Regions from separate parts of the Gossypium hirsutum genome. Here region 2 is linked to region 1. Evidence: chromatin contacts called from public Hi-C data. All regions are on one chromosome and are shown on one strand. The core of a region is the stretch at or near the end of the contact, and the rest is flanking DNA. Distances in the headings are between cores, read along the strand shown.

Region 1 (4,610 bases), core at 807-3,306:
AGGTAATTAGAAGTTAGGTTATGGAAATGAAACTCATTAGTATGCAGCAAGGTGAATGGTGCAAAGTGAATATAACACCAGTAGTTACAAAGAGTACCTGTATTTCCTATTCCAGGTTTTGACTGCATGATTCCCTGTCCATAAATTGAGGAGGGATCCATGGGCATGGCTCTCTGTGGACCGCCCAAATTCACATCACCCTTAATGTCCTGCAAGGATATATATATATATATATATTAGTTCAAGAAAACAGAAAGAGATTGATTGCAAAATGTTGCAGCAAATACAGAAAGAACTTTTTCCAAGTAGCAAAAAAAAGTTAGTAGAATCAATGCCTGAATTTGTTGCAATGCTGCAGTTACACTTCCTTGATTTCCTTGAACCAACTGACTGCATCAGAGACAATTTTGATTTGTCATTAACCAGAAAAATGTTAATCGCAATAGACAAAATACCTTACCTAAAATGTACAAGTATATTTACCCAGGATGATTTGTAGCTGATTTTAAGAGGGCCATCCTAGCATCAAGAAGTGGCTGGGATGTCTCTGAATTTATTGCATTTGGGTGTTTCATGCGCTCTTCATACATTTTTGCTGCCAATGCACTTGCATTTGACTGCCCTAGCATTCCTTCAGAGCCAGTTGCATTTACAGGACCACCTAAAGAAGGATGATTAGGATCCCTGCGTTGCATCTGAGCTTGACGCATCAGTTGCAACTGCTGCATCTGCAACTGCTGTTGCTCCTTTGCCTTGATTTGTTGTGCCTGTAAGTAAATCCATAATGGTTCAAATCATTTGGTATAAATTGAAGAAATGACAAGGTACTTACAATAATACTTGCTAAAGTTGTAAGAAGTCACCTCTATGTATGCTGCAGCAGCCTCTGAATGCTTGTCATTTGTTCTCGATATAAATATGTCCCAAAAGACAGACCACCACTCAAAAAGAAACCCACCGGGAGCATCAATCGCTGGGTAAACAAGCAAGTCCTCAATAAATCACTTGTAAAACCAGATTCCCTCAACCAACAATATGCTACACAATTACAACATAACCAAGCAAAGTATAACCTTTAATTCCAAAGAAAAATTACCCCCTCCATTACGACCATTAATTTGGCATTTCTTACATTAATGTTAAGAATCTAAATGGCATACCCATTTAAAATGCCCAAGAAAAGTACGACAAGGTACTTTTAGGTAAAGTCAAAAGTCAATGTAACTTAGGTAAAAACAGATTCATATAAGAACTCCATTTCTGCATAAAATCTTCAGTCACACAATGTCATGAATTAACTAACAGAAATTGTACATAGTCAAAACCAATTCTTACCTACTGGATCCGGGGCGACTTTCCCTTCTGTCATGAAGGACTTTGCAGTGACATGCAGTTTTTTCTTTACCAAATAATCATATATATAAACATCAAGCCTGCCAACCAAAATTTAAATAGAAGTAAAGGAATCAAATTAAACTAAAAATAATATTCATTTTCTGAAATATCATATAGATACATCTTATCTGCTTCCCAATTACTCTGCGCCATCGTTTCAGCTCAAAAACAAATTAATTAACTGTTCAAAACAAAGCAAAGCAAAATTGATGTAGGGTTAAATTAAAAATTCGATTTACCAAAAAAGTTTACAAATTTAGTACAAGATATTATAATTGTAAAACATGAAACTACGTTGATCAAAACTAACCTTAAAGGGAGCAATTCAACGGATCAAGTCAATAGATCAAAGCCTGCATTACCACTCTTGACCTAGTGAAGAAGCGATCTAATATTGGTTTCTGCATTCAATAAGAAACAATTTAAAAAAAATCATAAATTTCCATAAAGCATCTTAATAAAAGATGAGATTAAATTAAAGAAGAAGGAAAAAGGTAAGACCTTATGAATTCAGAAAAGGAAGCTATAAATGGAATTAGGGTTTTCCTTTTAATAAGTTGATTTGATATCTATGATAGTTAACATAAGTGAAAATGGCCAAAAGGGAGAGTTTGAATAAGATCCAAACCAGAGATTCGGGTACTCGGGATCTGACTCAACAAACCTCAGGTTTGGAGTCCTTGAAGTTCAGAATAGTTGGTTCGGACTTTCTCAGTTCTCACACACCACGTCAGCAAAAGGACCCACCACATGCTTTTATATATACTTCTAAGTTTTTTCTTTTCTTTTTCTTTTTTTGATATAAATAGGTAATTTAATATGAAAAAGAATTCCTAATCTCACAACACTTCCCTAATTTCTTAGACTGCATTTCGATAAAAATTTTAAATTTTGGAATATTTTTAAAATGTTTATATTTCTGATTATTATGAATGAATAAATTTAAAATAAAAATTAGATTAATGAATTTTAATAAATTAAAACTAATTATAAAAAGTTAATGATATAAAAAATAAATAAGATAAACCTTAAAAAATTAACCAATATAAAACATGCACGAATTTGATTCGATTTATAAATATATATAAATATTTTTAGGGTAAATTACATCAATTATTCTCAAATTTTATTTAAAATTATATTTCGATCACCCAACTTTCAAATACTACATAATAGTTACTAATGTTATCAATTTGTTATATTTTTATCACTCGATTGCTAATTTTCGTTAAAAAAAGTAATATTGTACATTAATTCAAAAAGTTAACAGTTAATTTGGTTTCTCAGTTATAATTAAAAAATATTTTTAATATTTTTAAAGTTTTCTTAACAATAATTGTAAACAAATTCTTTAAAAAAAATATTAGACTAAAAATTATTATAAAAAAATTAAAAATCATAATTTTAAAAAAATAAAAAAAAATATTTTTAAATATGTATAAATCTAAAAAATTCTTAAAACTAAAACTAAAAAAAAGGTAAACTAATATTTCTTCTAAATTTTTATTTTATAAAAATCTTAAAATTTTCAAACTAAAACTCATTTGTTTTTACCTTTGATGAATACTTTCAATCACATCAACAACTTCATGTTGTTTTATCCAAAATTTTGTTTGCAAATTTTATTTTGTTTTTTTCTTTCTCAAATCCCTAAAGCCCCTAGCAAAATATATCTAAATGCAAGTTTCATATTTTGTTACAGCCCGATTTTTAGTGGTGACGGAACAGTGGTTTCGGGGCCACAAATTTCCGTCATGTCAACTTGTAAATATTATTTTTAAAATATTTATAGAGTCAATATAGTCATATTAAAATTTGGTTTAAAAATATTATCGTCTAGATAGTTAATTAAAGAAAAAGAACTAAATTGAAAAAGGTGCAAAACTTGTTAATTTTAGCATTTAGGTGATTAAATGGTTAATTATTATTTGAGAAAGGATTTAAGGGATAATTAAGCCTTAATTTAAGTAAAAGAATTTAAGGGATAATTAAGCCTTAATTTAAGTAGTGGGACGGCTAATTAAAGGAAAATGATAAAATAAAAGGTTTTAATGGTAATTTTGTAATTTATTCAAAATTAAAGAAACAAATTGAAACAAAAGGTTTATTTTTCTCATTTTTCTCTTCTTGATGACCTAGGAAGCTTTTTTTTTCCATCTTTTATCTTTGCATGGTAAGGAAATTGAATCGTTTTCTTGTAATTTTTATGTTTTTGAGATCGTTGCAACTAGGTCTAGCTAGCCCGTACCTTCGTTTTTGATTCTGTTAAAAATTTTGGAAGTTTCCATTGTTGAATATTGGATGTTTTTGATGAATATCATGTATTTGGAGCTTTTATTGTGTTGTGTGATGATTTTGTAAAGTGATTTTTGTTAAATTTTAATTTTAGGATTAAATTATGAAAATGTCAAAATTTTAGGGTTTAATAGAGAATTTGATATTTATTAGGGGCTTTTTGAGAGCCTAGTATATTTGGATAAAATATTTAATTTATAAAAATGGTTAATTTGATGAATTTCGGGTTAAGGGACTAAATTGCAAAAATGGTAAAAGTTTGGGGTAATTGTGTAATTTTGAAAAGTAAAAGGGTATTAATTGTAAAATATTTTGGAATTGAAATATATGTTAATAAATGAAGAATTTTACATTTTAGATCAAAATCTCTTAAATACTCATGGAAAAGGAAAAATAGCAGAATAGTCCTTGAACCTCTGCAGCGACTACAATTCAGTCCAAGTAAGTTCGTACGGTTAAAATTTAACATTTGTATAAATTGATGATTGTTATTATATATATGTTCTATTGTTAGAATTGAATTATTGTTGGAATTATATTATCGAATTTAATACTCAGTTTGGATTGAACGCGGGATTTGAGTACATTCGTGTTTGGTGTATGACGGGGATTTGGAGTGGAGATGGTATTGGAGGGAGATATTGACATATTACCCATATAAGCCAGAGTTTAGCATTTGTTCCGAACTCTCACGTTTTACTTTCTATTTGGTGTGATTTGGGTGGATTAGCTCTCACGAGCTTCTATTCAGCTCTTACGAGATTCTATTAAGCTCTTATGAGCTTTTGTTGGCATGTTCGGGTGGACCAGCTCTTATGAGCTTCTGTTGACGATGTACTCTTACCCATAAGTCATTCTTCAAATGGAAATTTTCGGTAAGCTAATCTGTTAATGAATTTGAAAGATATGTTATTTATTTC
Region 2 (4,610 bases), core at 1,104-3,603, 440 kb after region 1:
CTCTTCTTCTCACGTTGGTGCATGGGAAAAATGTTGGGATGGTGGCTTTTTTTTTTCTTTCTTTCCACATTTATATACTAAATAAAATAATAAAATATCATTAAAAAATCAAATAAAATATTATAAACTAATATTTATTTATTTATCTAAAATATATCCAACATCATCATTGCCTTCTAGATTTCTCTCTCCTTCTAATTGACCATTTTGCCCTTCATGATCTTTTAAAATTCCATCCTTGAGTCATCACTCAATTTGATAAAATTACGATTTAGTCCCTCATAATTCTTCACTTATTCAATTTGGTCCTAATTCATCCATTTTCCTTAGTTTCTAGATCATTCCACCCTTAAAATATTTTCACAATTAATCCTTAAACTTTTTCATATTTACACTTTAACCCCTCAAATTTTAAATATTTACTCCTGGATAATAAAACTTTTCTCACTTTTGCGAATTAGTTCTTTTTTTGCATTAATATGTCATAATATACTTCCCAATGTTGTCATAAATCAAAATTTTACTTTTTGTCACTTTATTTCCTTATTTTACTATATCAAATATGCCTACTTTCTTACTGTAATAATTTTCAGGATATTACAAAGAAATTACAAGAAAACTAAATTTTGGAGAAGAGAGAAGAAAGAAGGAACTACAGAAAAGTCAGAGAGAACTAAAGCCGGAAAAAGAATGTGGAATGGTTGGGTTTTGAGATAAAAATAAAATTTAAAATAAATAAATATTTTAAAACTTAAAACAAATTTAAGTAAAAAAAAAGAACAATTCCTTAAAACACACACATGAGGATTCAAACTTAGAACCCAGAGATAAACTAACACACATCCAACCACCCAACTAGTAGATTCATTCCAATATTAAAACGCAACAACAAATTCAATTGCTCGACCTGCTCACTGACCCTAACCACAAACCTCAAAACTTTTAACCCAAAATTCCGGGGTGCTACAAAAAATCATTCAACTCTCAAATAAACTTGCTTCATACAAAATAATAACTAATAAACATAATTAATCTATATCAAATAATTTGATCATTTAAATACAGTGTTAATAATAAAATTTCTAATCATTATTAAATCATTTTAATAACTACAAAAAAAGTTGATATATTTGTAAATTAAACTCTACATCATTCAGTTTTTTTACTTTTTTAATAGTCAATAAATTCATCATAATAATTTGTCAGTAATATATAATTAATTTAATTATAACATGTTATATTACATTTATATAATTTTATTATTTTAAAATTTTAAATATACAATATTCAGTTACTTATTATATAAATAATTAAAATCTTCTATTTAAAATTAAAGTAATATTTTTTAATTTTTTTGGGTAACAGAAACATAAAAGTTTAAATATAAATTAATTCAGTATAAAATTTAAATTTTTTATTTTTTATAATCTATATTCATTTAATAAAAGTCTTTTCATGAAATCAATATTTTTATCTATAAGTATGATAAAAATTTTTATCAAATAAATTTATTTAACCAAATATTTTGGTAAAATTAAATTTCTTATTTATAAGTATAATAAATTTTCTTATTAAGTAAATTTATTTATACAAATATTTTACTAACATTAAAATTATCATATATAAATGTTATAAATAATAATAAAAAATTAAAATGATAAATTCAAGAATATAATGAACCACCAAAAGCGAAGACTATATTGGAAATATGTTTCTCTAAACTCGTGCTTTAATATATTATATATGGGGGAATTCATTTACACTGGTATAAAATTACACTTTCGTATGTCTTTGTACTATTAAATTTTAACAATCAAACCATCATATTTTATATTTCATTCATATAAATAATTCATGCCAAATTTGATGTAAATTAAAAATTTCTAACTATTTTTATGTAAATAAATTTTAATAATTCAATAAATATGAATATTAATATATATATGTATATATATAACATTTTATACTTATATGATAGAAGATATCAGATTGATTTGAAAATTTACTTGCATGGCAAATATAATTAGGGAAATTATCTGGTGTACTGTTAGTGGGGGTTTTAGAATCCACAAGTAGCGTTAGGGAATTGACAAGTGTCATATAAGAGTATAGTAAATTAATTAAAAAAATATTTAGAAAAAAAAGATATTCTAATTTTTTAAGGCTACTTATGAAATAAAAAAGTACACTGCCAGTGTACCAAATACTCACTCATATAATTATATCGATAAATTTAAAATTTTAGATTATTAAAATATTAATTGTATAAAAATATAAGCAACAGTATAATCCCTTCGTATTATATATTATTGATTTATTATAAATGAAGCATGTAACATGTTTTTGGACTTTTAATATCATCACAAAGTTTATTTTCCAATACTGGCCCAAGAACCCAACCCAATCAGTACCTTAACCAAACGACGCCGGTGTGAATATGAAGCACCACGACGTCGGTTTTGTACATAAAAACTAAAGCTCGTCCTCTTCCTTGGTTCTTTCGTTACTCCATCCAGTCCCGTGATCGCGAAACCACCGCACACATCGTACTCTTTTCTTTTCTCACAATTATCCCTTCTCTTGCAATGAAGATTTTCTCCGTTTTCTTAATTTCCTTTCTCTTCTTCGCATTTCCTAGGGTTTGCTCTCTTTCTTCTTCTCCTCTTTCAATCTGTTTTAATATAATTGGATCTGTTTGTAATTAATTTAATTTAATTTAATTGATTCGATCTTCTTTTTTTATTTTTCTGATTTCATCACCTTAGGCTGAATCTACTGGATCCGTTTTCTTCATTGATAGTACAAATCATCAATTTATTCGCTCTCAGTCCTCCAACGATGTTGCTCAGGTTTAACTATTCATTTCCTTAATTTGAAATCAATTTCCTTTAATTTATAGTTTATGATGGATTTTAAGCATCAAGAGATTGTGGATGGTTTTCTATTTGGCCAGAATATGTAAATTTGGAAACTAATATCTTGAATCTTATTAGGATTTAAATTCAGTAATTTAGCTTATGCATATGTTTTACTTTGTATATCACCCTTTTTATTTTTCTTCCTCATATTAATTTTGAAGATTGTACTGATAACTTCTTGTTACTATCTTTTTACTGTAAGTTATATATGATAAAAAGTGTATATATTGTCTTCTTAGATGGATCTTGGAAATAGTGGGGGAAGTATTTTCTTCAAAACCATTTTATTTTTCTTTTTGTCACGCGTATTGGATTATCCTTTGTTCCTCATGTCTCTAATTTTTAACCTAATTCTGATCTTGCTTCTCACTTCGATTCTTTTTCCACTTAAATAGTCAGAGTCGATGCTGTTAGCTGAAGTTGGTGCTACTGTATCAGTCTTGCTTGGTTTTGCACCACCCACTACCCTTTCAGCTGCTGGTTCATCTAAGGTCGTTCTTTAGTTATTAATCCTGAGTAATTAGCTTTTTTAATTCTTTGTTTTTTCAAAAGCTTGAAAGACATACTTTTTTTGCAGCTAAATGAGGTTCTCATTCCTGATCCATTTAATAGACCTCGTGCTGTTTTTATGCTTGAAGTCAGTGGAATCGATGGTATCTTCACTTTAAGTTGAAGTGCATTTTCTGTGTTTTCTTTTTCTCCTACTCTCTCCTCTGCATTTTATTTAAATAAATGTTCTTCTGTCTTCAGATCCTCTTGTTGTTGACCCCAAGAATGCTATCTTCGGAAGAGCCTTGAAGAGTAACGTAGATCTTGGCTCAAGTAAAGCAGACATTCAGCTTCCAGGTATCTGATCATTTGTCACAATGTAAAACTAGCACACTTTAGTCATAACTTTTCATGTTTTTTTGAATATATTTCCTAAATGCTTTGATTCATTAATTCATTGGGATCTGTTCATTATATTAATTTTCTTGCAGATGAAGAGGAAGTGTCTGTGGTTTCTTTGGATGAGCCTCTTGGAGATTACACTGAAGAAGATATTATTGACTTTGTTAGTTTACTATTTGATACCCTATTTGTTTCTCTTCTCGGGTTTTTATTTTGGTCACACATGTCATAGTGGTTTATATATATATGTTTAGGCATCCTGGTTGGGTGGATCATATGTTGCTGATGCTGCAAAACCTTTTCATGGAATAATGACTATTCCTTTGGCAGATGTTGACAATGTGGATCTTCGTATGTCAGAGGTCTTGTTCAGGAACCATTGTTTCATCTGCTGTTTCATGAATTTTTTTTTAAACTGATACTGGGATAGTATTTTCTAGTGAGTTCTCATTACCTCACTGAGATCTTTAGGTTTCAATTCTTTGCAGAAAGCACACAACGAATTTGTTTCAAAACTGCTTGCTCTGTACTGCAATATAAGGAAAGCAATGGAGAAGCATGGACATTTGTCAAAGACTTTGCGTAGACCTGCAGAGATAATAATGGGTTCTTTTGATGGTATTAAGGTACATAACTTACAAACTTGTTTTTGCTAACTAGTAGCATTTTGTTTCTATAGATTGATGTTTCTCTGGAAATGTATTTGAAGACTATCAAATTTAAGTGGAAGGTTTCTTATTTCCTTCAGTCCACTTTCCCTGATAAGAACCACTTGTTAATTACATTATTGAGGAAGAAAGA

The links. A called contact is a pair of places that touch in the nucleus more often than the background predicts.
Region 2: a Hi-C map of leaf shows a contact between it and region 1, with 2.1 times the contacts expected there. The contact joins the promoter of LOC107915466 here to the promoter of LOC107914835 in region 1. A contact is called at or near these places in 3 of 34 Hi-C or Micro-C datasets (hypocotyl and leaf).

What each region holds. Positions count from the first base shown.
Region 1 is chrD10:29,593,295-29,597,904 of Gossypium_hirsutum_v2.1, forward strand. It overlaps LOC107914835 (transcriptional corepressor LEUNIG_HOMOLOG), which reads right to left and starts at 2,057. Exons shown (of 20, transcript XM_016843880.2): 1 at 1,897-2,057; 2 at 1,706-1,796; 3 at 1,517-1,576; 4 at 1,336-1,433; 5 at 864-973; 6 at 484-767; 7 at 336-390; 8 at 98-209. The coding sequence starts at 1,548.
Region 2 is chrD10:30,037,665-30,042,274 of Gossypium_hirsutum_v2.1, forward strand. It overlaps LOC107915466, which reads left to right and starts at 2,354. Exons shown (of 11, transcript XM_041102320.1): 1 at 2,354-2,639; 2 at 2,766-2,849; 3 at 3,314-3,409; 4 at 3,496-3,571; 5 at 3,669-3,764; 6 at 3,899-3,972; 7 at 4,064-4,171; 8 at 4,298-4,435. The coding sequence starts at 2,586.